Linked DNA regions of Mus musculus: regions 1, 2, 3, 5 and 6 are each linked to region 4. The links are chromatin contacts, called in public promoter capture Hi-C maps. All regions are on one chromosome and are shown on one strand. The core of a region is the stretch at or near the end of the contact, and the rest is flanking DNA. Distances in the headings are between cores, read along the strand shown. Region 1 overlaps Map4 (microtubule-associated protein 4). Region 2 holds the start of Rbm6 (RNA binding motif protein 6). Region 3 holds the start of Hemk1 (HemK methyltransferase family member 1). Region 4 holds the start of Uqcrc1 (ubiquinol-cytochrome c reductase core protein 1). Region 5 overlaps Map4 (microtubule-associated protein 4). Region 6 holds the start of Cspg5 (chondroitin sulfate proteoglycan 5).

Region 1 (4,055 bases), core at 925-3,424, 1.0 Mb after region 4:
GACACAAGCCAGAATTATTTAAATCTTTTCCATAGTAGTTTTTCTGTATTTTCAGAAGTTCAGGTTTATTAGGAAATACATATTTTATATTTGGGGTTTTTAGTATTATCTATCTAGCTTCATGTACCAGGCATAACTACATATGACTTGTACATAAACACACATCCACCTATACAGTAGACAAATGAATGGAGGACAGAGGTCAGAGAAGTAAAGAATCTCTTTCCACCATACAGGGCCTGGGAATTGAACTCACATTCACAAGCTTCTTACATGTTTAAGGTTATAAAATTTAAAACAGTGTATTACATTTTATTTTGTTTGGCATGCATGGGTGTGTAGTGTAGTAAAAAGACAACTTACTGTAGTCATTTCTCCTTCACCATGAAGGTTCCAGGGAGCAAACTCAAGTTGTCAGGCTTGATGGCAAGCAAGCACCTTTACTTGATGAGCTATCTCACCTGTCCACAAGAAATTATTTTCCCTTTAGTTCTTCTTTGTGTTAAATTGACGAGATAGCATAAAAAAAATTTTTTTTGAGACTGTCATGTATCCCAACCTCCTAGTGTTCACTTTCAAACAACTGGCAACACCACTCCATCCTCATAGTCACTTGGATTCCTGAGCTGAAATTAGCATTAAATCACTAGCTTTCTCCATCTTCTGAAGGGTTGTGACCTATAGTAATTTCATATTTGCTAGAAGGCTTACTATTACTGATGTGATCTTTTTTTTTTTTTTTTTGGTTTTTCCAGACAGGGTTTCTCTGTGTAGCCCTGGCTGTCGTCCTGGAACTCACTCTGTAGACCAGGCTGGCCTTGGAACTCAGAAATCCACCTGCCTCTGCCTCCCAAGTGCTGGGATTAAAGGCATGTGCCACCACTGCCCGGCTTGATGTGATATTTTTAATCCCCGTTCATTCACTTGTTGCTTCTGAAAAAGGATGACTCCACAGTTGGCTGACTAGTCTAGTGAAGCCAAAAATCACAAATAGGACTTATAGCTGGATGTTGTGTACAGCTTTGGTCTCAGAGGCAGAAGCAGATGGATCTCTGTGAGTTTGAGGCCAAACTGGGCTACAGAGTAAGTATCAGGCCAGCCAGGGACACAGAGTGGGATCCTACCTCAAAAAACCACAAACCCAATTAGGACCTTTACTCTGCTTGCTATTCATACTTTCTTCTTAGTTTCCCAGTTCCTTCTTAAAATATATCCCATTAGGAGTAATTTGAGAATGTGCTTGAATGAGATCTCTTTCATTAAGTATAATGTAATCAGTATATACTAGGGTTTCACATAAGACAAACGAGTATTTAGAAGTACTTATTATATTCCAAATGTAATTTATCCTTTTTTTGTGACTTGTGGTTAACATTTTGACTAGAAAATACAACAGACAATGCTCTGGTATCATGTCCTTGAGACTGGTTGAAGGATATAGGTTTTAATCCTAAAATCCTCATTGGTCTAACTGGAAGTGATGTGGTTAAGGAATTTTAGAATAAGCTGGGTTACAGGGTTAGTTTGTTCATTTTTAATCAATATTTTATTGGATAAGGATTTATTTTTGTATGTTTAGATATATAAAATTTATTCATAGTTTTAAAAATAATTATTATTTTTATTTTATGTGCATTGCCTGAATGTATGTTTGTGTGAGAGTGTTGGATCCCTGGGAAATGTTCCTCTCGCAAAATAGAGATCATTGCCTTCTGAAACCTTATAAGTTAAATAGGTTGGACCCTCTCTAAGCCTGAAAAAGGATTCTGCCATGTCTGTGATACCCTCCTTGGCTTTAAGCAGGACTGTTTGGGAGAAAGGGGATCACATTTTTAGGACAGTGATTCTGGTGACTAGAAAATGGATTATGAAATTAGAGGGCTGATTGAGAGATTCAGTTCTGTTAAGAGACTTGTACACCCAATTCAGTGGTGTTCAGCTGTAATTTTAGGTTATGGGAGGTGAAGGCAGGGGGATCAGCAATTCAAGGTCATCCTCACAGTGAGCTTGAGGCTAGGCTGGACTGCATGATGAGACCCTGTCTCAAAAAAGAATTGAGGGTGCTGGTGCAGAGTTCAGGTGAAGGAAGGGCATGCGAACCAAGACAGATAGGGGTGGATAAAGAAGCTAAACACAGTAGGGGGACTGGTGGCCCCTGCCTTTAATCCCAGCACTTGCAGGCAGATGGATCTCTTGATCTCTCTCAGCCTGGTCTACAGAGTGAGTCTAGGACAGCTAGAGCTACACAGAGAAACCCTGTCTGGAAAAACCAAACTAAACCAAAAGAAACAAACAAAAAAACCCCTAAGCACTTTACAGATAGTGGTGATGTTATTTACTGAGCACTGTATCCTGGAGATATCTCACCTGTCAGAGTCAAGTTGTGCATCTGTTGCTCAAGTCAGCAGCAGCAGCAGCAGCAAAGAATACAGATATGGGTTTAACACTGGAAGGGAGGAAATAACATTACAAAAATGGGTAATTTGAAAGAAGGAATTACAAAGATAAAAGTACAGCAAAGAGCCATAACAACTTTGGAAGTAAGATTCAAATAAGTGGAGTAACAGGCACACACACATACATAACACAAACAAAAGAAAACAATTGATTTAAAAACTAGAGAGCCAAAAGAATTTAGTGAGGGTAAGCTTATCTCTGTAGGTGAAGAAGTAGCTTGTTGAAAAGATGTCTCAGGAATTTTTTTTTCCTGAAAGAAATGTGTTCCTGCTCTTTGTTACATTGTGGGTCTCTCTTTTTTCCACCTTTTATCTAACCCTCCCCTCTCCCCCAACACTAGATAGGATAGAGGGGTGAGAGAGGAATTAGGAAAATCCTGGAATCTAATTTCTTCCCTTTTGTTTTCTTCTTTGACCACAGCTACTACCAAACTTTAACTCCTGCCTTTCCCCAAAGACAAACAACCACTGATGATGCTTTTCAGAGGTCCTCTGTAAAGTTCCCAGAATTCCAAATGCTCACAATCTGCAGTTGGCAAAAGCACTCTGTTAGAGCTCAAGGCAGATCATAGTCAGCTGCTGCTAACAGTCTGGAGTAGCCCTGTATGCCCATACCTGGGATTAAAATAAAAGCACATTCTTATAATTATATTTCTGTGTTTTTAAAGAACCCAAAATTCTCACTTTAGAACTCCTCTTTCCTTCCTTCCTTCTTTCTCTTTCCTTTTTCTCTTTCTCTTTCTCTTTCTCTTTCTCTTTCTCTTTCTCTTTCGCTTTCGCTTTCGCTTTCGCTTTCGCTTTCGCTTTCGCTTTTTCTTTTGCTTTTGCTTTTGCTTTTTCTTTTTTCTTTTCTCTTCTTTCTGTTTTGAGACAAAATAGGCCTGGCTGTCCTGGAACTAGTGTAGACTAGGCTGGCCTGGAACTCACAGTGCCTGCCCTCTGCCTCTAGAGTGCTAGGAATAAAGGAGTGTGGCAACACGACCCAGTTGAAAGAACTCTGTAAGATACTCTGACAATGAAAGTACAAAAGATAACATGATAGATGTTACAGACTCAGAACTTTGACAATAAGAAAGTATCAGCATTTTGACAACTCAGAGAAAAGACACTCACTTCGTTATAAATCACATAATGAGAAGAGGCGACCGATGTTTTCTTTTTGGTGTGTATTGGTGGGTTATATGGAAGGCATGTCTTCCATGTCTTCAGTTGCTCTCTTCCTGTCTGTCTCTGCTTCCCCAGCTTTTTTGCTGGTTTTGGGGATTGTGTTTACATTCAAGGTACTTTATTGACGAGCTGTCTCCAATATGATTTTTTTTTTAAACTCTAGTAGGCTAAGCTTCCTGGAATTCAACATATAGTTTAAGATGACATTAAATTTATGGTGATCCACCTACTTCAGACTTTTATTGACGAGCTGTCTCCAATATGATTTTTTTTTAAACTCTAGTAGGCTAAGCTTCCTGGAATTCAATATATAGTTTAAGATGGCATTAAATTTATGGTGATACACCTACTTCAGACTTTTTGTGTTCTGGGACTACATATGTGACCGTGCCTTCTAATGCTTAAACAAATATTATTTTTTTATTTTCTTTC
Region 2 (3,904 bases), core at 1,021-3,520, 1.1 Mb before region 4:
TGATGAATTGTTATAAAACAGACTCACACCAGGCTTGTAGGCATGTGCTTTTAATGTCAATACTCTAGAGGCATAGGCAGACAGATCTCTCTAAGTTGTGACCAGCCCAGTCCTCATAGCCAGTTCCAGGCCAGCCAGGGATGAATAGTAAAACCCTATCTCAAATAAATAAATTAAAACTTTTCAAGCCGGGTGTGGTGACGCACACCTTTAATCCCAGCACTTGAGAGGCAGAGGCAAGTGGATCTCTGAGTTCGAGGCCAGCCTACAGAGTGACTTCCAGGACAGCCAGGGCTGCACAAAGAAACCCTGTCTCGAAAAAAACAAACAAACAAACAAAAACAAAAAACAACAACAAAAAAACCCTTTTCAATAGTTTTATTATCTACTTAACTCTGATTCTGAACCAAGTCATTAACATCATTTTATACATCTATGCATGGTGGCAAATTTCTGTTTCAAGAGTACATTTTGAGCGGAGTATATAGTATAGTAGCAAAGGATTTTAGCCTAGAGTATATATATTTAATAACCTTCCCCTAGCTAGGAATAACAGCTGCCAATTGTAGTGCCTAGAAAGTTCAAGTGGAAAGATTAGGAGTTTTTTTTAAGGCAAGTTTAATTCAAATCCAGCCTGGCTATGAAAGACCCTATGTTGTGGGGGGTGAGGGGGGTGGAAGGTGGAGACGACAATAATAATTCTCACACCAGAAATTCTTGTGAAGAGCCACAAAAACCTGCAGGTAAGAATAAACTCAAGCCTGATAAGAAAATTCTGTAAAGAAGGCTGGTCCTAGTGGTAGATAACTTGCGCCCTGGATTCAATGAGCAGCAAGGGTGTTCTGCTGGTTGAGAACTGAGTCCTACCTAACCTGCCTTATAGACCACATACACTATAGATAATCCTATAGATTTTATAAGCAGATAAGCATTTATATAAGTGTACTACTAGTTAAGGAGCTAAATAAAATTCAGACTCAAAGTTTTTAGGGTCTCAATGCAGCTTAGGGCGCTTCAAACCTGACATCCTCCTGCCTCATCCTCCTAAACTTCAGGATTAAACTCCACTAAGCCTGGCAGTAGATTCAACCACTATGTTTCCTCAAGTTAGTATTTTAGTGCTAAGTTACTTTCCACATTGTCATTAGCTGTTGACACTTTCCCCTTTGATTCTCACAAGCTTAGTAATGTTAACTGTGACATATTTAGTCAACAGGAAGTTGAAAACTAACAATCCTAAGGCACAATCCAGAGTTCAGAAAATGACCTGGGTGATCAAGCGGATAAAAAAGAAAAAAAAAAAAACCTACTCCTTAACTTATATCCAATTAGTCTGAAATTAATAAGAATGCCTAGGGTGGGGGTGAGGGGGAGGAGAAAATATACAAACTACCTCAAGTATATGTGCTCTACAAATAAGGCCTTTTGTTTTTAATTAAGAAACGCAACCCCACACTTGAATTCATTAGCTCAACGTCAATTATAAAGTTAAAAGAAAAGCACATTATTAACAACGCCAAAAGGAATCTAAAGCACGAATATGTGGGAACATCACTCTCCTCCTACATTCGCCCAACCGGTACAGAACCCACCAGTCACCCTCGCCCACCTCCCGGTTCTACGGGCCCGTGGGCCAGGTTCTGAACTCTCGCACCTTCCTGGTTGGGTGTCTGGGTGGGCGGCCAAGGTTACTTGCAGGGCACAAGAGTTCCGTATCTAGTGATGTCTCTCAGGACAAGATCACAAACACAAGGGGAAAGAGAAAGAAATCTCTCCTGCAGCACCACAGAGCTGAGCGCCAGAACCGCTGCCACGCGCGGGTCCCTCGCCCCACAGCTGGCCGCTCCGCGCTGGGACCGGTAATTCTACAGCCGCCTCGGGCCCCGCCCCGGGCCCGCGACCGTTCCGGGGCGTTCCTGCCGCGAGCGGCGCCTCCCGCGACACACGACTGTTTTCGCAAGCGAGCGAGGCCGCGGCCGCCCCGTGTCTTCGAAGCCACGGCTGCTAGGCCGCGCGGGCCCGCGATTTCCAGAGCCGCCAGGCCCGCTGACCCCGTCCCAGAAGCTCGGGCACGCCCTCTCTCCTAGCCTGGGCCCTTACCAAAGCAGCGTAGCCGCCGCGGCCCGCTTCTCCTCCTCCTCAGAGGCCGCCACGGACCCAGCGTCCCGGAGACCGGAACTTCCTCCCGGTGGGCTCCGGCTTCCACAAAGGCGTCGCGCCACCGCCTTCAGCGCTGGGCCCGCCGGGAGATGAAGTACGGCCGCAAATCCCGCGGCCTCCTCTCCCGCCGTGCCCTGCGCGCAGCGGCTTTGACGGCTGGTGGAGCTGCTGCCCAATGGAAAGGCACGCTGTTAGCCACTGCCCAATTAGAAGGCACGCTTCTCCGCAGGGCCTGCCGGGAGTTATGGTTTGGCTTCAGTGCTGTCACTGCTTCTCTGGTGTTTTCCTCGCAAGTGTGCAAGGGGTCCGGGTGGCTTAGACAGCCTAGTGACACACCCTGCCAGGTGCTGGGGGACGGTCCTGCCTTGCCCCTTGGGAAAGAGAGAGATTGTCAGTTCGGGTGCAGAAAATGGGAGGAGATCTTTCCGGTCTTATTCCGTTACGGCAAAGGGCTGCTGGCTTTTCGGCTACATAAATAAGACCCCTTCTACCTAAGTCCAGAGAATAAATGCAAAAGTACTGCTTGAGTTGAAGTATTAGGACCCAAAGACTCGTCCTTTTTTACCTTCCGACAGACTTCTGGTCAAACACTCCAGGCGGAAATCATCCGTGTAAAAAGGTTCAGTAGCTCAACCCATTAAAAAAAAATAATAAAACTTGTTTCTACAGGTCCCGCTAGCTCTAGGCAATAAATGTAGACACGCGTGACTCGCCACAAAAACTGCACATCGTAATTCTAACGGAAAGAAAGCAAAGTAACTGTTGATACGCAACCTCTTCCAGAATCTTCCAGCTAATGATCTACCTGACTCCCAAGTTCTCAGGTAGATTGTCTATATTGTGAGGGGTTTGCTTATCCCAGCCACCTGGTGCCTTGTGTGTATGCCCTGGCGATATATGATATTGTAGCCTAATTCGATTCTTCAAGGTCAAAGAAAGACACTTGGAGAAACAGTTCATCAGTTAAAAACACTGGTTGCTCTCCAGAGGTTCAATTCCCAAAAACTACGTGGCGGTTCACAATCCTCTGTTCCTTCAGTTCAAAGAGATCCAATGCTCTTTTCTAGCCTCTGAGGGGACTGTACATATGTGACAAATAAAATATCAATAAATGCTGCTGCCATAAATGCCCACTGGAAAAAGCTGGGCATGGAGACAGGAAGTGATGGTGCAATACTTTAATCCCTCCACTCCAGAGGCAGAAACAGATGTACCTTTGAGTTCAAGGCAAGCCTGTTCTACAGAGTGAGTTCTAGTACAGTCTGGGCTACAAAAAGGAACCCCTGTGTGATGGTTTGCATATGCTCAGCTCAGGGAGTGGCACTATTAGAAGTTGTGACCCTGTTGGAGTAGGTGTGTCACTGTGGGTGTAGGCAATAAGATTCTTATCCTAGCTGCCTGGAAGTCAGTATTCTGCTAGCAGCTTTCAGGTAAAGATGTAGAACTCTCAGCTCCTCCTAAGTCATGTCTTCCTGGATGCCATGTTCCTGCCTTGAGGATAATGAACTGAACCTCTAAACCTGTAAACCAGCCCCAATTAAATGTTGTAATTTCTAAGACTTGCTTTGGTCATGGTGTCTGTTCACAACAGTAAAAACCTAAGACAGAAGTTGGTACCAGAGACTGGGGTATTGCAGTGACAGACCTGACCATGATTTTGTTTGGAAGAATGTGGGTTTGGGGACTTTAGATTTGGAAAGCAGTGGAATGCTTTAAATGGGGCTTAATGGGCTATCCAGTAGGA
Region 3 (3,822 bases), core at 741-3,240, 1.6 Mb before region 4:
TATTCAGCAGGGTCCTGACTGCAGTACCCTAGGACAAACAGACTAGCCTTTCCCTTCTTTCAATTTACAACACCAGTCCCTCTCCTCCTACCTCCTTACCCCAACAGATCCCTCTCGACCTCAGACACTTTACTCCTCCCTGGCCATAATTTGGTGGAACCGGTGAAAGATGGATCTCTGTAGAGTCCTCGGATCGGTCCATGGGTGCTTACCTCTGTAATCTACGGCCACATAGCTCCTGGATGCATTCCAATTGTTGAGGGGTCAGTGGCTTGGTCCAAAGTGCTGGTTTCAGGCTCTGAAACTGTTCCCATGGAGAATGTGAGTGGCTGGCTCCCTTGGTCTAGGGACACACACCCAGGTTTGTGTGGACAATGTCTGTCAACTCAACACTAGCCACTTAATCATCCCGGAACACACAGTACCTGGAACACACTGCAGTAGTTTGTTGGATGAATGAATACATGTCTGCCTGAAACATTTGTTCAGCAAAATCCCACCCGACTCAATTAAGCAGCCCGATTGAGGCAAAAATTAAAACCAAACAAAATAAAAACAAATAAAACAACCCCCCTTTCACTATCTATTCCCCAGAGAGTTCCCTCCTCCCTCTCCCTGTCCTCCCTAACATTACACTTAACTGTTTTGGCTCCGAGGACATGAGCCACGATGTACTCACTGGATTCCCGGGCCTCTGGGATACCTCTTTCCTCAAAGACCCGTGTCCAGTGATTAACCATCCCTGTGGCACTCAACGGCCCAGTCAGGGATGAATAAGTCTTCCATGAGTTGAAGGCCCAGCCCTGGAGGACTCCCCTCCTTCCTCGGGGAACAGATAGAAGGGTCCAAAGTATTTGTCCCCAGAGCTTCATTCTTGGAGAAAGGCTTCCAAGTGCCTGAGTCTCTCTTGTGCTATCTGCACTGAGGTAGGGGCTCAGGGTGATCCCTGGGCTGGGCTGGGTGAAGAATCAGTCATGGGTTCCAGTTCTCTGTTTTGTTTCTCAGATGTTTCTGCTACCCTAAAGAAGGATGTGGAAAAAGACTCAAAATGTGCCAGGAAAGGGTGTGCTTTTTAGTCTGTCGCCTCCTGGACTATATTCATATCCCCAGCCAGCTATCTGACTCCTTCTTGTCTTGGCCAGTAACGTTTTGTTATTTTTAGCATAGGTAGGTTGAACTGGCAGGGCTCTGTCCTGTTAAGAGTCAAGGTGTAGGTTTGGGAGTAGGTTAGACCTATGTCAGACCCCAGTGTGAGTGAGTGCAGTTGAGCCGTTGTTTCTGACTTCCAGTTTGCTCCTAATGTGGGAGAAATAAATAACACTAGCTTTCTGGAGAGTGGTGCCTTGACCAACGACTATCAGGGGCCTGGAAGACCCTTGGGACTCACTAACAGATGGCAGGAGACTGCCGTGCTTGGGAGCTTGGCTTGTGACATTCCTTATTGTTTAGAAGCTGAAACGTTGCCTCTATTTTAACCCATAATGAACAATGTTACGCTTAAGTTAGCATAAACAAGTTATCTGAAAACATAAAATCTGTGGTCCCCTCTACTTCCAAACTAAGTAAGGTCCAAACTAAGATTTGCGAGAACCTGCTAACTGCCACATCCTCTCAGACAGGGCTCCAGAAGAGGAAAGCAACTTGCCCACGGTAACTCAGGTATAAAATACCCCGGGCAGAACACAAATCCGGTTCTGCTAGATTCCTGACGCAACTGGGTCCACCAGTACCCAGCTACGGAAGGAACCAAATCTCCAAGCCTCGACACAGCGTCCATCCCAGATCCGCAAACACATTATCAACGATATAAGCGCGCCCTCTCTCCACCCCTGAAAGCGAGGGAGAGGGCCATCCCTGTCTCAAAATCAACGTTGCGGCCATGCATTTCCCATCCGGATCTCCTGCTCTGGTGCATACCTACCAGAGGGCATGCACGCTCGCCCGGCCCACACACAAGTACCAGAAAATTGACCCAGGGTTAGCGCCCCCCCACCCCACCCCGGATGTGCGTAACCTGTAGTGCACTCCCTCGGCGCCTTGCTTCCGCCTCGGTGCTGTTGAGAAAGGGCTCCGGTGAACCGCGTCTCCTTGGTCTAGGGTTCCTAAAGTGGCCGGATTTTCCTTTGAAGACTGTGGGATGCTGAGGAGGCTCAACTGGCCAGCATCTGCAGCCCCCCTAAGGGGAAGTACAGGAATGTGAGAGATGCTCTGCTGGGTCCCAGACCCACTAGTCTTCCTTAAGGTCTCAACAGAGATATGGCTCCAGCCTGCGGTGATTGCTTGAAGCAAACGTTTACATATCCAGCTGGGGCGGAGTGTGGGCAAAAAACAAACCGCGAGGGTGTCACCCACGTGTGCTGGGCTTGAGAGCCAGATTTTGGGGGGCGGGAGGTGGGTGCGTTGTTCTAACTGCTTGTAAGATAGGTCTAGCAGCGTGTGACTGGGTTTCAGTGTTTGGGGGCAGTCTCTGTTTTCGGAAAGGGACCCAGTTTCTAAGGACCCTCCTGACCTCACACGCACATAGAATTTGGAGCAGATAGCAAAACAGCGAATACTGGAAAACTGGATTTACATCCTGATTCTGTTGGCAGCTCGTTGTTTAACTTTGTTTAAATGCCCAGACCTTCTAGGCTTTAGTTGTATCTTTTGTAATATTCATAGCAAGACCTGGTTGTGCAGGCACGTAATCACAGCTTCTGGAGAAGCTGACGCAGGAGGACCATACATTCAAAGCCATCCTGAGTAATTTAGTAAAAATCTGTCTCAAAATTTAAAAGGTGGGACGGGACCTTGAAGAGATGGCTCAGCGGTTAGGAACACATACTGCTCTTGCAGAGAACTGGGTTTCAATTCCAAGCACCCATGTACACATACCCATCCAAACATACATACTTATAATTTTAAGAAATAACATAAAATATTCAAAAATAAATAGTTCACGGGGTAGCTCAATTGATGTGCTCACCTAACAGTCACACAACTCTGGGTTTGATGCCCACAAATGGGGTTTGGTAATACTTATAAATCCTAGTTTTCAGCAGGTGGAGGCAGGGAAACCAGAAACTCATCTTTTAAGGCCAGACTGGGCTACATGAAATCCTGCTTCAAAAAAGTAAAAAATAAAATACTTGAGTAAAAAGGGAGAGGGGCTGGGAGTTGGGTGTACTGGTGCACACCTATAAGTCCCAGTACAAGGGGGTCTGGAGAAATGCCTCAGTGGTTAAGAGCACTGGCTGCTTTTCCAAAGGACCCAGGTTCAATTTTGAGCACCTACAAGGAGGCTAACAGCAGTCTGTAACTCCAGTACCAGAGGATCCAATGCCCTCTTCTGGCTTCCTTGAACACCAGACACATATGTAGTGTACAGATACGTGTGCAGACAAAACATCCTCACACATGAAACTAATTAATTAAAAATTAAAACCCAAGCACCCAGGAGGTGGAGGATTGCCTTGGTTCAAGACTAACCTGGGCAACATAATAAGTATCGGGCCATCCTGGGTTACACACAGTCTGTTTAGGGGATGGGGTGAGGGTAGTTTTAAATGGTTGGGGATACAGCTCTTGGGTATAGGAAATCGGTACTTCTGTCCTGAGATGAATTTTGCTGTGGATGAAAACTATTATGAGAGGAATAGGTGGGCTATCACACAGATAATTCCATCTCAACATCTCTGGACTGAAGTCTCCAGGAGTCACTTACCAAAAACCGCCCTTGTTCCAAAACACCAGAGTTCCTATATAGGCAGGAAACTGAGACAAAAGAAGAGAAGCAGTTTGCTGTTCAAGGTCATAAATTCAATAGAAGATCAAACTGAATTC
Region 4 (4,420 bases), core at 286-2,785:
CCTGCTTCTCAACCCACCCACTCCTGCTTCCTGGCCCTGGCATTCCCCTATACTGGGGCATAGAACCGTCACAGGACCAAGGGCCTCTCCTCCCATTGATGTCCGACTAGGCCATTCTCTGCTATATATGCAGCTAGAGCCATGAGTCCCACCATGTGGTTTCTTTGATTGGTGATTTAGTCCCAGGAAGCTCTGGGGAGTACTGGCTAGTTCATATAATTGTTTCTCCTATGGGGCTGCAAACCCCTTCAGCTCCTTGGGTCCTTTCTCCAGCTCCTTCATTGGGGACCCTGTGCTTCGCATCCAATAGATGGCTGTGAGCATCCACTTCTGTATTTGTCAAGCACTGGGAGAGCCTTTCAGGAGACAGCGTTATCAGGCTCCTGCCAGCAAGCTCTTGTTGGCATCCGCAATCGTGTCTGGGTTTGGTGGTTGTTTATGGGATGGATCCCCAGGTGGGGCAGTCTCTGGATGGTCATTCCTTTAGTCTCTACTCCAAACTTTGTCCCTGTAACTCATTTTTTATTGTTTTGTTTTGTTGAAACAGGGTTTCTCTGTGTAGCCCTGGCTGTCCTGGAACTCACTTTGTAGACCAGGCTGGCCTCGAACTCATGAATATATTTCTTAATGATTAATTTTTAATATTTTATGCTCTTTTACTATGCTTAACTCCCAAAGAATATTTTGCATGTTTTGAAACAATTTAGTATTCAACATTAGATATAGGATCCTCAGTTATGGATAGTATTAAATATTCATTAATGATATTTTAGGGTATGAAAGGATATGAATATAAAAGTTGAAAAAAATTTATGGATTATTTGATTCTCAAAGTACTCAACATTATTAATATGTTTGATGTATAAAATGCATTTAAATAATAAAAAATTAAGAAAAAAAGTAAACAAAAAGTTTTGAAATAATCACAAAATAGAAAAAACTTTTTTGCTTAGTTATTTTATTCCAAACAAGGAGCCCTATTCCACAAATTACCTCTACATTGTTCCTCTTTTCATACACACGTTTTTTTTCTTACGTTTTGGAGACACTGTCTTACACAACCCAGGGTAGTTTTGAACTCCTTACACAAGAGAGGAGGATGTCCTTGAACTCCTGATTCTTCTGTGTCTCCATTTCCCAAGTGCTATATATTTGGCAATATATTATTAAACGTCTTTCAAGTCAACCATTTAAGCATATTTTATTCTTTTAAACTAACTTTAGTGGACACCTTCTTGCACAGACAGGCAAGTGCTTTAGCCCTTGGGCTCAATTGTGCCTAGCCACTGCCCTCCAGGTTTCAGAGCTGCTGCTGGCGTACAATGCATCTCCCACAGTTGCATACCGCCTCCCTCAGGTGGAAGAAGGTGATGAATAGAACCTGTCTCAGATGGGACCAGATGAAGGGCCCCTCCCTCGCAGGTTGATAAATGTCCCGAAGATCCTAGAGGCACACGGACCAAATGACTACATGCGATCAATTCTTGCTAACGTACTTGCTGCCCAACAGGGGGCGACTGAGCACCAAGTCTTCCTTACAGCGCTTGCGCCTCAGACTCCGCTCTGCGCATGCGCAGCGCGGCTCTACACTGACGGAAGTTAGAAGATGGCGGCGTCCGCAGTCTGCCGAGCGGCCTGCTCCGGGACGCAAGTGCTACTTCGCACCCGCCGCTCGGTGAGGTGGCAGTGAGACGTTGGGCTGCAGGGCCCAGGGCTTTCGTACACAGATGAGGAGCAGGCTGTCTCAGCAGTGGCGGGTCGGAGTGGGGAGGTCGCGGGGGTCAGGGCCGTGGGAAGGTCATGGCGGAGGGCGGGGATGGTTATCTGCTCTGGCTTGGGTTTGAGAGCCGAGGTCCCAGAGGCTTGGCGAGCAGTTCTTGCAATGGTCGCCTTCTCCCTTTAGCCGGCCCTGCTGAGGTTACCTGCCTTGCGGGGTACCGCAACCTTCGCCCAGGCCCTCCAGAGCGTGCCGGAGACCCAGGTCAGCATCTTGGACAACGGGCTGCGTGTGGCCTCGGAGCAGTCCTCGCATGCTACCTGCACGGTAAGTGTGCGCCAGTCCTCTAGGTGAGGCCCGCCGTGTTGTCCCAGGTTGGGATGTGACCTTGGGCTCCAGTCTTACATGTTTTGGGTGGAGACTGGCTTACTGCCGGGGCTTATCCCTGTACCTGACTTCAACCCTGCCTTAACCCGGCAGCCAACATTATGGTGCTTGCCAAAGACGGGGCCGAATTCTCTCCTCCAGCTTTTCGTTCTACCTCCCCGAGAGAAGAGATTATTCTCTTGCCACGAAAAAGAATGAGATTTCACAGACTTTAGGTTATTTACAGAAAGACATCCAGGTCTGTTAGACTCACCACCTAGGCTATGTAATTTGTAGACGTAGCCAGGAATACACTTCAAGAAATGCCTCTGAAGGACGGGGAAGATGGCCCAGTGGGTAAAGAGCTTGGTACTCAAACATGGGTATCTGAATTTGGAGTCCTCAGTGTTGTGATTTAGGTCTAACACCAATACTCTGAGGGGTGGAGACTAGTGTGTCTAAGCCGGTCTTACTTTTACCTACACGAGTGGCTTACATGTGTGTATGTGCACCATGTCTGTACATAATGCCCTTGGAGGTTGGAAAAGGATATTAGAACCCCCAGAGGGCTGGTGAGATGGCTCAGTGGGTAAGAGCACCCGACTGCTCTTCCGAAGGTCCGGAGTTCAAATCCCAGCAACCACATGGTGGCTCACAACCACCCGTAATGAGATCTGATGCCCTCTTCTGGTGCGTCTGAAGACAGCTACAGTGTACTTACATATAATAAATAAATAAATAAATAAACAAATCTAAAAAAAAAAAAACAGAACTGGAGTTACAGGTGGTTGTGAGCCACCGTGAGGGTGCTGGGAATTGAACCTGGGTCCTGTGGAAGAGCGGTTCCTAACCCTACACAGTCTCACCATCCCACGTACACATACGTAAAAATAAAAATTTTTTTTCTCCTTTTTTTTTTTTTTTTTTTTCTTTTTTAAGATAGGGTTTCTCTGTGTCGTCCTGGCTGTCCTGGAGCTCACTCTGTAGAGCAGGCAGGCCTCGAACTCGGAGATCCATCTGCCTCTGCTCCCCAAGTGCTGGGAAGAAAGGCATGAGCCTCCAATGCCTAGCTCAGAAGTAAGGATTCTTAAAACAAAAAACAAAAGATTTAGAGTAATCAGAAAAAGCACCCAGTTTCCTCTGCCCTCCGCAGATATTTGTGTGGTGGAGTGTGCACACGCATGTATGTGTGGCACTTGCACACACGAAAGAAATGCCTCTGAAAGACTGGGAAATGTAACTTGGGTGGAGCCTTTGCCTACTGAGTGGAAAGCCATGAGCTTTATAGCACTGAAGGAAGACAAAGAGTACCTTTGAAGATTACAGTGAATTGGATGCTCTTTGGTTAGGAGGGCTGGCCGCTCTTGCACAGGACCAGATTTCAGTTCCCAGCACCTTTATTGGGCAACTTCTAACCACCTGTAACTCCAGCTCCAGGAGATCTGACACTTTCTTCTGGCTTCTCTGGGTACCTGTGTACGCTGGTACACAGAAACACAAATACTTTATTTAAAATTGCAAATTGGCCAGGAGAATTGACTCTGGTTTATAGTACTTGTTCTCTTTCAGAGGACCTGGCTTCAATTCCCAGCACCCACGCAGTGGCTCACAGCCAGCTGTAACTCCAGTCCCAAGGGATCCTGTACCCTCTATGGATCTGACCTCCATAGGCACGCATATACATACACGTAGGCAAAACACTCATCCACATAAAATAATGAATGTAGAAGTTGGAAATCTTCAAAATGGAGTCAAGAATTGAAATCTTTACTAGGTGTGTGAGAAAACTCCCAAGAACCAATCCTCCCAACACACTTAGTAGGGCTAAATTGTTTTGTTTTATAGTTTTTTAATACAGAGTTTCTCTATGTAGCCCTGGCACTCTAGTGTTCTGGCACTCTCTGTAGATCAGGTTAGCCTCAAACTCACAGAGATCTGCCTGCTCCTGATTCCTGAATGTTATGAGTAAAGGTGTGTGCACCACTGCCTGCCTAGGGTTATATGTTTTTGTTATCTGATTCTTTCCTTTTTCTAGGAACAAATAATGACTTGTGATATAATTGTTATCAAACATAGGATATGGCGGGAGGTAATTTCCTTGATGTGTGGAACCTACATGAGTAGACTCAGAACCTACTAATGAAGCTTAGGAAGTCCTGCTCTATTCCACAGGTGCTGTGGTACCGTGATTATGCTTCCATTACAAAGAAAGGATGGTTAAAAGTCAAAGGATACTGTGGGTTGTAGACTAAGATGATAGACTTAAGGTGAAGGTTTGGGGCTAGAGAGATGGCTCAGTGGTTAGAGGCACTGGCTGTGCAATCAGAAGAGCTGGAG
Region 5 (3,859 bases), core at 1,118-3,617, 1.1 Mb after region 4:
ACAGAGAAACCCTGTTTGGGGGTGGGGTGGGGTGGGAGAAGACATGGAAAAGGAGTCCAGGGATAGTGGAATTTGCTTGTAATTCCCAGTACTTAGGAGATCAAGGCAGGAAGATTGGGAATTACAAACCATCCTGGCATACATAGCAAGATTTTGACTCATTGGGGCAGAAAAAGGAAAGCGTACTGTAGATTTTCATTTGTTTTGAGACAGAAATTAGCTATGTAGCCTAGGAAAGCTTTGAATATACGTTGATACTTGTAGCTTCTCTTCCTGAGTGCTGGAGTTACAGGCATATGTCATCATACCGGCTCACAATATAGACTTTAAATAACCTAAAACTATTTGATAGTTCTTACTTTTTTATAGGTATATCTCACATAAAAATTACTTGTGATGGCAGAGATTGATGATGATGATGTTTGAGAAAAGGTCTATACAGCTTTGCATAGTCTGGTATGATACTCATGTATAGTTCAGGCTCGCTCTGAATGCACAACAGTTCTTCTGCCTCATCCTCCTATGACTGGGATTACAGGTGTATGCCACCATATCTTGCAGGAATTATTCTTGATGGAAACTGAAACCTGCCTATGATTTCCTCCTTCTTTCTAATTTATCATAATAATATGGTGAGACCAGGAGACTGGAGAGTGTTCTAGTCAAGAACATCGTGTATAATGGACAAATATGCTACTATATGTAAAACTATATTATCCATCAGTATTGCTGGCTGTTTTTATTGTAATTGGAATGAGTATATTTCTTTAAAAATTCATGTGAGTGTGTGTGTGTGTGTGTGTGTGTGTGAGAGAGAGAGAGAGAGAGAGAGAGAGAGAGAGATATGGATAATGTACATGTTTATTCAGGTGTGCATGCATGTAGATTTTATTGTGAAAATTTTTCTGTGATGTGATATCTGCCCTGAAGGTTATACTAACCTCAAAATAATGTAACTCCAATGCTTGAAGGTTCTAACATTGAAGTCATGTTGCGTGCTTTTTTGCTGTTGCTTGTCTCATCAGATAAACAGAAAGGATTAACATATAAATGAGTATTTAATATGAACAGGTTCTACAACCAATCCATGAACTGACATGTCATAAATGAAATTCAAATATATAATGGTATGTTATAATCCTAAATAGTTACATGGTAAGCCATCCTTATTTTTCTTTCTCCTCCATAAATCTTAGAGGTTCAGTTCTTTGTTTTTGTTTTTTTTTTCTTTTTCCCCCACATATAAGCCAACTATATGGAGAATACCAATCAATGCTTTATAAAGTTGTGGTTGTGGTCTTCCTTCCTTATCTATTTATTTATTTCGGTTTTTTGAAACAGGGTTTCCATGTATAGCCCTGAATATACTAGAATTCACTCTGTAGACCCAGCTAGCTTGAACTTGATATAGATCCACCTGCTTCTATCTCCTGAGTGCTGGGATTAAAGGAATGCACCACCATCAGGCTCATCCTTCCCTTCCCTTCCCTTCCCTTCCCTTCCCTTCCCTTCCCTTCCCCTTCTTTCTTTATTTAAAAGATTTCTTTCTTTGTTTTATGTATCTGAGTACACCAGGAGAGGACGTCCGGTCCCATTACAAAAGGTTGAGAGGCACCATGTGGTTGCTGGGAACTGAACGCAGGACCTCTGGAAGAGCAGTCAGTGTTGTTAACCACTGAGCCATCTAGCCCGCCCTGTTGTTTCTTAATTTTTTTTATACAAATAAATTTTCTTCTCAAGACATTCTACATAGAAAATTACTTTCTGAATTTCTAGTACTAATTAAATTTCTAGGGCTTTTTTGTTCATTTGTTTTGTTTTGCTTTGCTTGGTTTTGTTTTTAGGACAATGTAGATTTATTAAAGTGAAAAAGAGCTCCCCAGAGGGAGAAGTACTAAGGGGGGGAGTACCAAATTCTAGGGTTCTCAGGGCCCTTTGAAAGGCCTCATAGGCTAGGAATATAGGTCAGGAAGTAATAACATGCATGTCTCACAAGTTTAAAAACCTGAGTTTAGGCCCCATATGAAAATCTGGGTGTGGAGGAATTTTATAACCGACTTTTCCTGGGTAGAGGAAACACACACATGCCCTCACCCAATAAACAAAGCTTACAATAGACCAAGGTAATGATTGAGCATTTTATTGGAATTCCCTGCAGATTAGGGGTTATTTACAAGAAGCAGGGATAACTCAAAAGCACCACTGGAAAGCCCACTGCATTGTGACTCTGGAAACCTGCAACCCTGTAGCTGGTAGGCAACTCCTAACATGTCTTTCTTTCTGCACTTTGGCTGGTTAGAGTCTCCACACCCAAAACACTGAGGAGGCATATCTCTGGAACTCACTGGTCAATCGGCCTAATTGATGTGCTCCAGGCCATTGTTTCAAAGGAGGTAGAGGGCTTTTTGTTTTGGAGACAGGGTAATGCTATGCAACTCTGGACTATCCTGGAACCCACTATGTAGCCCACGCTGTCCTTGAACTCAGAGAGATCCACCACTTCTGCTTCTTAAAAGACATGTGCTGTCTGTCACTCCTGGGGTCATTCTTGATGATGTCATTTGAGGTTGTCCTGGCTTTCATACAATCACACCCAATCATTACACACAAAACCAGTTACAAAAATGGTGCTAGAGCCTGGATCAGAAGGATGCACAGAAATGATAAGCATGGCTCTGAAGTTTTGAAAGGAGCTTCAAAATGGCAGTGAAATGTTAGAAGATTAATGTGCCATCTTAGAAAATCATTTTCCTCAAAACAGCCATCTTTTTGGCAAGGACAGAAAAACTGACCATGAAATTTCACATAAACCCAAGAAGTAACCCCCAGTAGCAAAAACAATCTTGAAAAAGAACAAGTTGAAAGTTTCAAACTTCCTATATATGCTAACTTAAGTGATCCTCTGGGGCCAGGCATGGTAATACTACATTTCTGTAATCCTAGTACTTGGGTAGAAGCAAGAGGACCATGGGTTAATGTTAGTCTAGGCTACCTAAGGCCCTGATTTAAACAAAACCCAATCAATGTGGTCCTGAAATAGACTAGGACAGAAAGGCAAGATATCTTTGTTACATATGGTGAGATGGTTTTGGACAAGGAGACTAGATAATTAGTTATGGAAATTATAGCTTTTTCCAACAAATGGTGTTGTGAAGACTGGATATTCATATATAAAGAATTGTTTTGGGACTGGAGAAATGGCTCAGCAGTTAAGACTGTTCTTCCAGAGTTTCCAGGTTCCAAACTCAGGGCATACTTGCCGGCTTACAACCATCTTTAACTTCCAGGGGGATCTGATGTCTTTTTTTCAGCCTCCTCACATATATGCAGACAAAATGTCAATATACATAAATAATAATAAATCTTACAAAATTGGTATACTTTTATATCATATATAAGAACTAGTTAAAAGTGAATTTGTGCCTGTTGCTCCCAGCACATAGGATGTAGAAATAGGTCATGGGAAGTTTGAAGTTGGTCTGGTCTGGGCTACAGTTTCCTTTTCTTTTTTTCCCCAAGACAGGGTTTCTCTGTGTAGCCCTGGCTAACCTGGAACTCACTCTGTAGACCAGGCTGGCCTCGAACTCAGAAATCCACCTGCCTCTGCCTCCCAAGTGCTGGGATTAAAGGTGTGCGCCACCATCACCATCACCATCACCACCATCACCACCACCACCACCACCACCACCACCACCACCATCATCATCATCATCATCATCATCATCATCATCATCATCATCACCATCATAAAAAACAAAACAGACCACATCAATAAACAAGCCCTTAAGAAATAATTGTGGTGGGGAAATGCAAGTGGTTGTTATTTTGGGGACTGGGATGTAGCACAGAAAGATCAGAA
Region 6 (4,120 bases), core at 906-3,405, 1.3 Mb after region 4:
CTAATGAGACGGGAAATTTAGTGAACCTGTTACAATTAATACCCTTGTACCTTCTGGGACCAGCCGACTCTGTTCTGACTCCTGAGAAAACCAGGGGGTTCCTGTGTTTGTTTTTCTGCTATGCAGAAATTGGAGGTAGTCGGTTGTGGTGGCACACGCTGGTAGGATTTGCTGAAGGGAGGCAGAGGCAGGAGGATCACGAGTTCGAGGCCAGCCTGGGCTACACATTAAAAGAAAGAAATCTGGGGGTAATCCTTAACTACTTGTCCGCGCCCCCCACCCCTGGCAAGCTTTTGAATGCTCTTGTAGCTTCATGGAGAGCAGCTGTGCTGACAGAGACCACCTGCCCTAAAGGTAGTTCGTGAAAACCTTAGCAAAGTAGTGACAGCACCGTAGGCACCTGACAGTAAGGGAGCTAGATCTTTCTCCTTTCCTAGCCACCTGTGGTTGGCTCTCCTACGGTCACACGGAGCAAGTGTGGGGCTGAGAGGTCGTGAGTCTGGCTTGGCCTTGACACTGACAGACTTCTGATAGCCATCTGGATTGTAGCATCCCTGCCTTCATGTATCCCAGGACAACCTTCAGCTTCTGATCTTCCTGCATCTACTGACCATGTGCCACCCAGCTAAGGGTCATCTTATTCTGCAACACCTGCAGGGTCCCTGAGAAGTCCTTAGTCCTCTTCCCAGGCAGCAGGTGTCATCTGCATTAGTTGAGTGTTTTCTCCTAACTGGCCTGGCTTTAGAGTTAGTTAATAAATTCAAAATCCCTTTGCATCATAATAACAAACCATTGCCTGGCAAAATAACCACCCCAAGGTTTGTGATAACCCTTTTCTGAAATGAGAACACTCAGTCTTTGTGAGGAAGTTTTGTCAACACAAAAGCCCTTTAGCCCGTCCCTTCCTACCAGGAATGGTGTGAGTAGACCTATTCCTAGTAGCCCATTCTGCACCCCACCCCCCACAAAAGCAATCGCTTGTCTCCATGCCTAAGATCAGAAGCTTGATCATTCTGTGGTGGTCATTAGTAACAGCTAGACATAGCAGCATAGCGGCATACCTGTACTCCTGGAACATGGGAGGTAGAGACAGGAGGGTTAGGAATTTAAGGTTGGCTTCAGGTCTGTAAAGATTGTTGCCAACCTGGGTTATGAGGGAAGGTCTCAAGGGGCTGAAGCATTAAATGCCCAGGTAAAAGTGGATGCTGGGCTGGGTAAGGAGACAAGGCTTCTATTGTCCTACTCTGCATCCTGCTCCTTTTGAAATGCAAGAAAGGAAATGAGGGTCTGTAGTGCACAAACAGCGACTTAGAACTGTTTGTAACAACAGTTCTAGCGCTTGACTCTTCTGACTCTTTGGATACCAGATATGGGTGTTGTGCAGATACTTGCAAGCAAAACACCCGTGTACATGAATTTAAAGGGTGATATAAGAAGCCTCCATATTCAGATGAATACAGCTTTTAAAAAGGAAAGCCAAAATTTGAATATGTTGGTGTTTATACTGAGGATTTAAAGTCAAATTGATGTTCTCCATCCAGACCAAATTATGTGTGGTCATGGTATGGGAGCAGTGGTGGTAGCATCAGTGAAGCAGGTGTCTTTTCTGCACTTAAGGGTGTGTACGGCAGTCATGGCAATGGTCTTTATGGCTCTGCTTGGCTTTGGAGACAAATTACCAAAACAGTAGGAAAGAGGCATGAAGAAGCCATTGCCATACAAAGCATGTGTAGCGCCCAGATGGCGCATGATGTGAATAGAGGACACGTGGAAGCTATAGATAGGCAGTGGTGGTTTCCTTGTTCTAGTTCTCATATCACTTCATGCACGCACACACCATACATTTGACACTGCTTGCCAGATCCTTTCATGCTGGAGTCGCCAGTGACTAACTCGGGGGACACACAGATTTGATGCTAAATCTTGTTCTTCTCACCACAGAATGGGCATTGCCCAATTACTCTGTTCTCAGTGTTAGGGAGGAGCAGAAGGCCAGAGGTTGGTTGGTTTGCTTGCTTGCTTGCTTGCTTGCTTGCTTGCTTAGTACCAAATTGGTGCTGGATATATAGCTCACTGACATCACTTTACTTGCATGCACAAGGCCCTGGGTTCAGTTTCAGACAACTTAAACAAAATTGAAAAAAGTGGTAGCAGAATTTCTCTGCAGGGAGGGGAGAAGATAGTTGAGGAAGGAAATATTTCACATTCGCTTGTTTGTTCTACTGATCAAAACAGAATTTAAAAGGATAGTTACGGGTGGGAAATAGGGTAGATAGAAGGATTTGGTTGGTTAGTTGGTTCTAGACAGGGATTACAGACATAAGCTACCATAACCAGCAAATACAATTATTTTGCAGTACTAGGAATTGAACCTGAAGTCTCACTCATTTTAGGCAAGTGCTCTCCCTAACTCTTAAGTGTTTTACCATAAGTAGGAAAAGACTTTATTGTGACCATGCCCTAGCATGAAAGGACTTACATAGGATCTCCTGTGTGGTAGGAACTTCCACCAACATCCACTTTTGACAACTACCACCCAGGAATTGAAGAGAGAAATAGGTATTATATCTGGGTAAGCAAGCCCCCTCTTGACTGGAACTCCAAACTAGGACACGTATGTCTGGTTGCCACTCTCTAGATGTCATACAGACCCTACATAGCCACCTCCGAGCCAGGATATAAGAGCCTAGCTGCTGGAATTTTGTCAGCCTTGAGGGGACTCTAAGCTGCAACCATACTTGTGAGAGAAAAGGAGTGTTGAACCAAGGCAACTCACTAGAAGACAGGTATGAGACAGATTAAATGATGGTCCTCCATCTTGTTCATATTTGGTCACTGACAGAAGACTATCAACACCAGCATCGCCCTTGGACTAACCCTTGGACTGAGCTGAACATGATCATTTAGGTCGATAATAAAACATCAATATGTAGGCTATTTGGAGGCGGGGAAAGCCAGGTGACTAAGCTGTAGTTCTGCCTCCCTTCCAACAGGTCTCCCAGTAAGCAGTGAACCTGGGTTAGGAACAGAGACCTCTCTCTCCACGTTGCATGTGCACCTGGCAGTGATCTAGACCTCTTGGTTTAACCAGGAACTTGGGTTTGGGTAGTACTGGTCACCTGCGGAAGGCCGCCCTGGATTTAGAAAACGCAAGGTGGAGTCCAAATACTGGGGACCGGATAACACGTTGGGTGGACCTGGCTGTGCAAGATTTAAACTAATGGCTTTGGCTGTGGACAGATTAGGTCTGATCCAATTAGAGCCTAGGCCGTAGTATTCGCCTCCTTGCCAGGCTCTGTCGATGTTCTCCCTGCTCTCCGGAAGAAGACTTAGAGTCGGACTGGAGAACCTTCTGGACACCGAATTCTGGATTGGCACCGGACAGTCCGTGCCCCGGGCTCCGCTCTCTCCACACTGGGGGCGCGGGCTTCCGCCCCCTGTGGCCCTTCCGAGCCCCGCCCCGAGCCTGCGGGTGTCGGAGCCCGCGACGTCCCCGCCTCCCCTGCGCGCGCGTGGCGGGTGGGTTCCTCGCAGGTCCGCGGCCCAGCGCGCTCAGCACTGGAAGCGCAAGCGGGCCCCGTGGGCTGCCGCCGGTGCACCTGTCGGCTTCCCCCAGTGGCTCTGCTGCCGCCCCTGCGCGCCGCGCTTGCATCGCTCTCCACGTCCCGTGCCAGAGGGGTCTGACTGTCCCCTGGCGAGGAAGACCGAGAGGGGCCGGCGTCAACGCGACGTGCTGCGGGGCGGGCGGAGTGGGGGCGGCGCCGAACGCGGCAGCGGCAAGCGGCAGCGGCGGCGCGGGAGGCGGGGAGGCGCGGCGCTCGGAGGACAGCGGCTGACGGCGGCATGCGGCGGCTCATGCTGCCCACCGTGGGCTGAGGCGGCCGCACACGGGCGGCAGGCGCAGCGGCCGGGCAAGCCGAGGGCGCAGCCAAGCCGCGCGCACCGCGCACAGCGGCAGGGGCTCCGCGCAATGGGCCGAGCTGGAGGCGGGGGCCCGGACTGGGGGCCGCCGCCAGTGCTGCTGCTTCTGGGGGTCACGCTGGTGCTCACCGCTGGGGCCGTACCGGGTAGGTATCCACCCGGACCGGGACCCCAGCCAGCCCCTTGCGCCCCACCCCAT

The links. Promoter capture Hi-C pulls out the DNA fragments that hold promoters and counts their contacts.
Region 1: a contact with region 4 is called in a promoter capture Hi-C map of stem cell-derived epiblast-like cells, with 3 times the contacts expected there. The contact joins the enhancer-like site here to the promoter of Uqcrc1 in region 4. A contact is called at or near these places in 3 of 39 promoter capture datasets (the C10 cell line, pre-B cells and stem cell-derived epiblast-like cells) and 1 of 9 other capture datasets (adipose tissue).
Region 2: a promoter capture Hi-C map of liver shows a contact between it and region 4, with 3 times the contacts expected there. The contact joins the promoter of Rbm6 here to the promoter of Uqcrc1 in region 4. A contact is called at or near these places in 2 of 39 promoter capture datasets (liver and pre-B cells) and 1 of 115 datasets of contacts at active chromatin or transcription factors (pancreatic cancer cells).
Region 3: a promoter capture Hi-C map of erythroid cells shows a contact between it and region 4, with 14 times the contacts expected there. The contact joins the promoter of Hemk1 here to the promoter of Uqcrc1 in region 4. A contact is called at or near these places in 1 of 39 promoter capture datasets (erythroid cells) and 2 of 9 other capture datasets (adipose tissue and liver).
Region 5: a contact with region 4 is called in a promoter capture Hi-C map of embryonic stem cells, with 2.5 times the contacts expected there. The contact joins the enhancer-like site here to the promoter of Uqcrc1 in region 4. A contact is called at or near these places in 5 of 39 promoter capture datasets (the C10 cell line, embryonic stem cells, hippocampal neurons and 2 more) and 2 of 9 other capture datasets (adipose tissue and liver).
Region 6: a contact with region 4 is called in a promoter capture Hi-C map of embryonic stem cells, with 2.8 times the contacts expected there. The contact joins the promoter of Cspg5 here to the promoter of Uqcrc1 in region 4. A contact is called at or near these places in 2 of 39 promoter capture datasets (embryonic stem cells and hippocampal neurons), 1 of 115 datasets of contacts at active chromatin or transcription factors (astrocytes) and 1 of 9 other capture datasets (liver).

The regions. Positions count from the first base shown.
Region 1 is chr9:109,950,452-109,954,506 of GRCm38.p6, forward strand. All of the region lies in intron 1 of Map4 (microtubule-associated protein 4), which reads left to right. Among named protein-coding and RNA genes, the nearest start is that of Map4, 21 kb to the left of the region's middle. Within about 2 kb of position 2,175, at least 11 of the 459 cell types and tissues checked have an H3K27ac peak or open chromatin away from gene starts, as enhancers often do. A contact at or near this core is called in stem cell-derived epiblast-like cells, where this site is marked.
Region 2 is chr9:107,870,549-107,874,452 of GRCm38.p6, forward strand. It overlaps Rbm6 (RNA binding motif protein 6), which reads right to left and starts at 2,271. Exons shown (of 21, transcript NM_011251.3): 1 at 2,101-2,271.
Region 3 is chr9:107,336,360-107,340,181 of GRCm38.p6, forward strand. Hemk1 (HemK methyltransferase family member 1) reads right to left here and starts at 1,991. Exons shown (of 11, transcript NM_133984.2): 1 at 1,922-1,991; 2 at 642-1,019; 3 at 213-304. The coding sequence starts at 872.
Region 4 is chr9:108,935,113-108,939,532 of GRCm38.p6, forward strand. It overlaps Uqcrc1 (ubiquinol-cytochrome c reductase core protein 1), which reads left to right and starts at 1,536. Exons shown (of 13, transcript NM_025407.2): 1 at 1,536-1,675; 2 at 1,904-2,044. The coding sequence starts at 1,607.
Region 5 is chr9:110,005,939-110,009,797 of GRCm38.p6, forward strand. All of the region lies in intron 3 of Map4 (microtubule-associated protein 4), which reads left to right. Among named protein-coding and RNA genes, the nearest start is that of Map4, 76 kb to the left of the region's middle. Within about 2 kb of position 2,368, at least 1 of the 459 cell types and tissues checked has an H3K27ac peak or open chromatin away from gene starts, as enhancers often do. A contact at or near this core is called in embryonic stem cells, where this site is marked.
Region 6 is chr9:110,241,628-110,245,747 of GRCm38.p6, forward strand. Cspg5 (chondroitin sulfate proteoglycan 5) reads left to right here and starts at 2,156. Exons shown (of 5, transcript NM_013884.3): 1 at 2,156-4,067. The coding sequence starts at 3,971. It also overlaps the pseudogene Rn4.5s-ps2.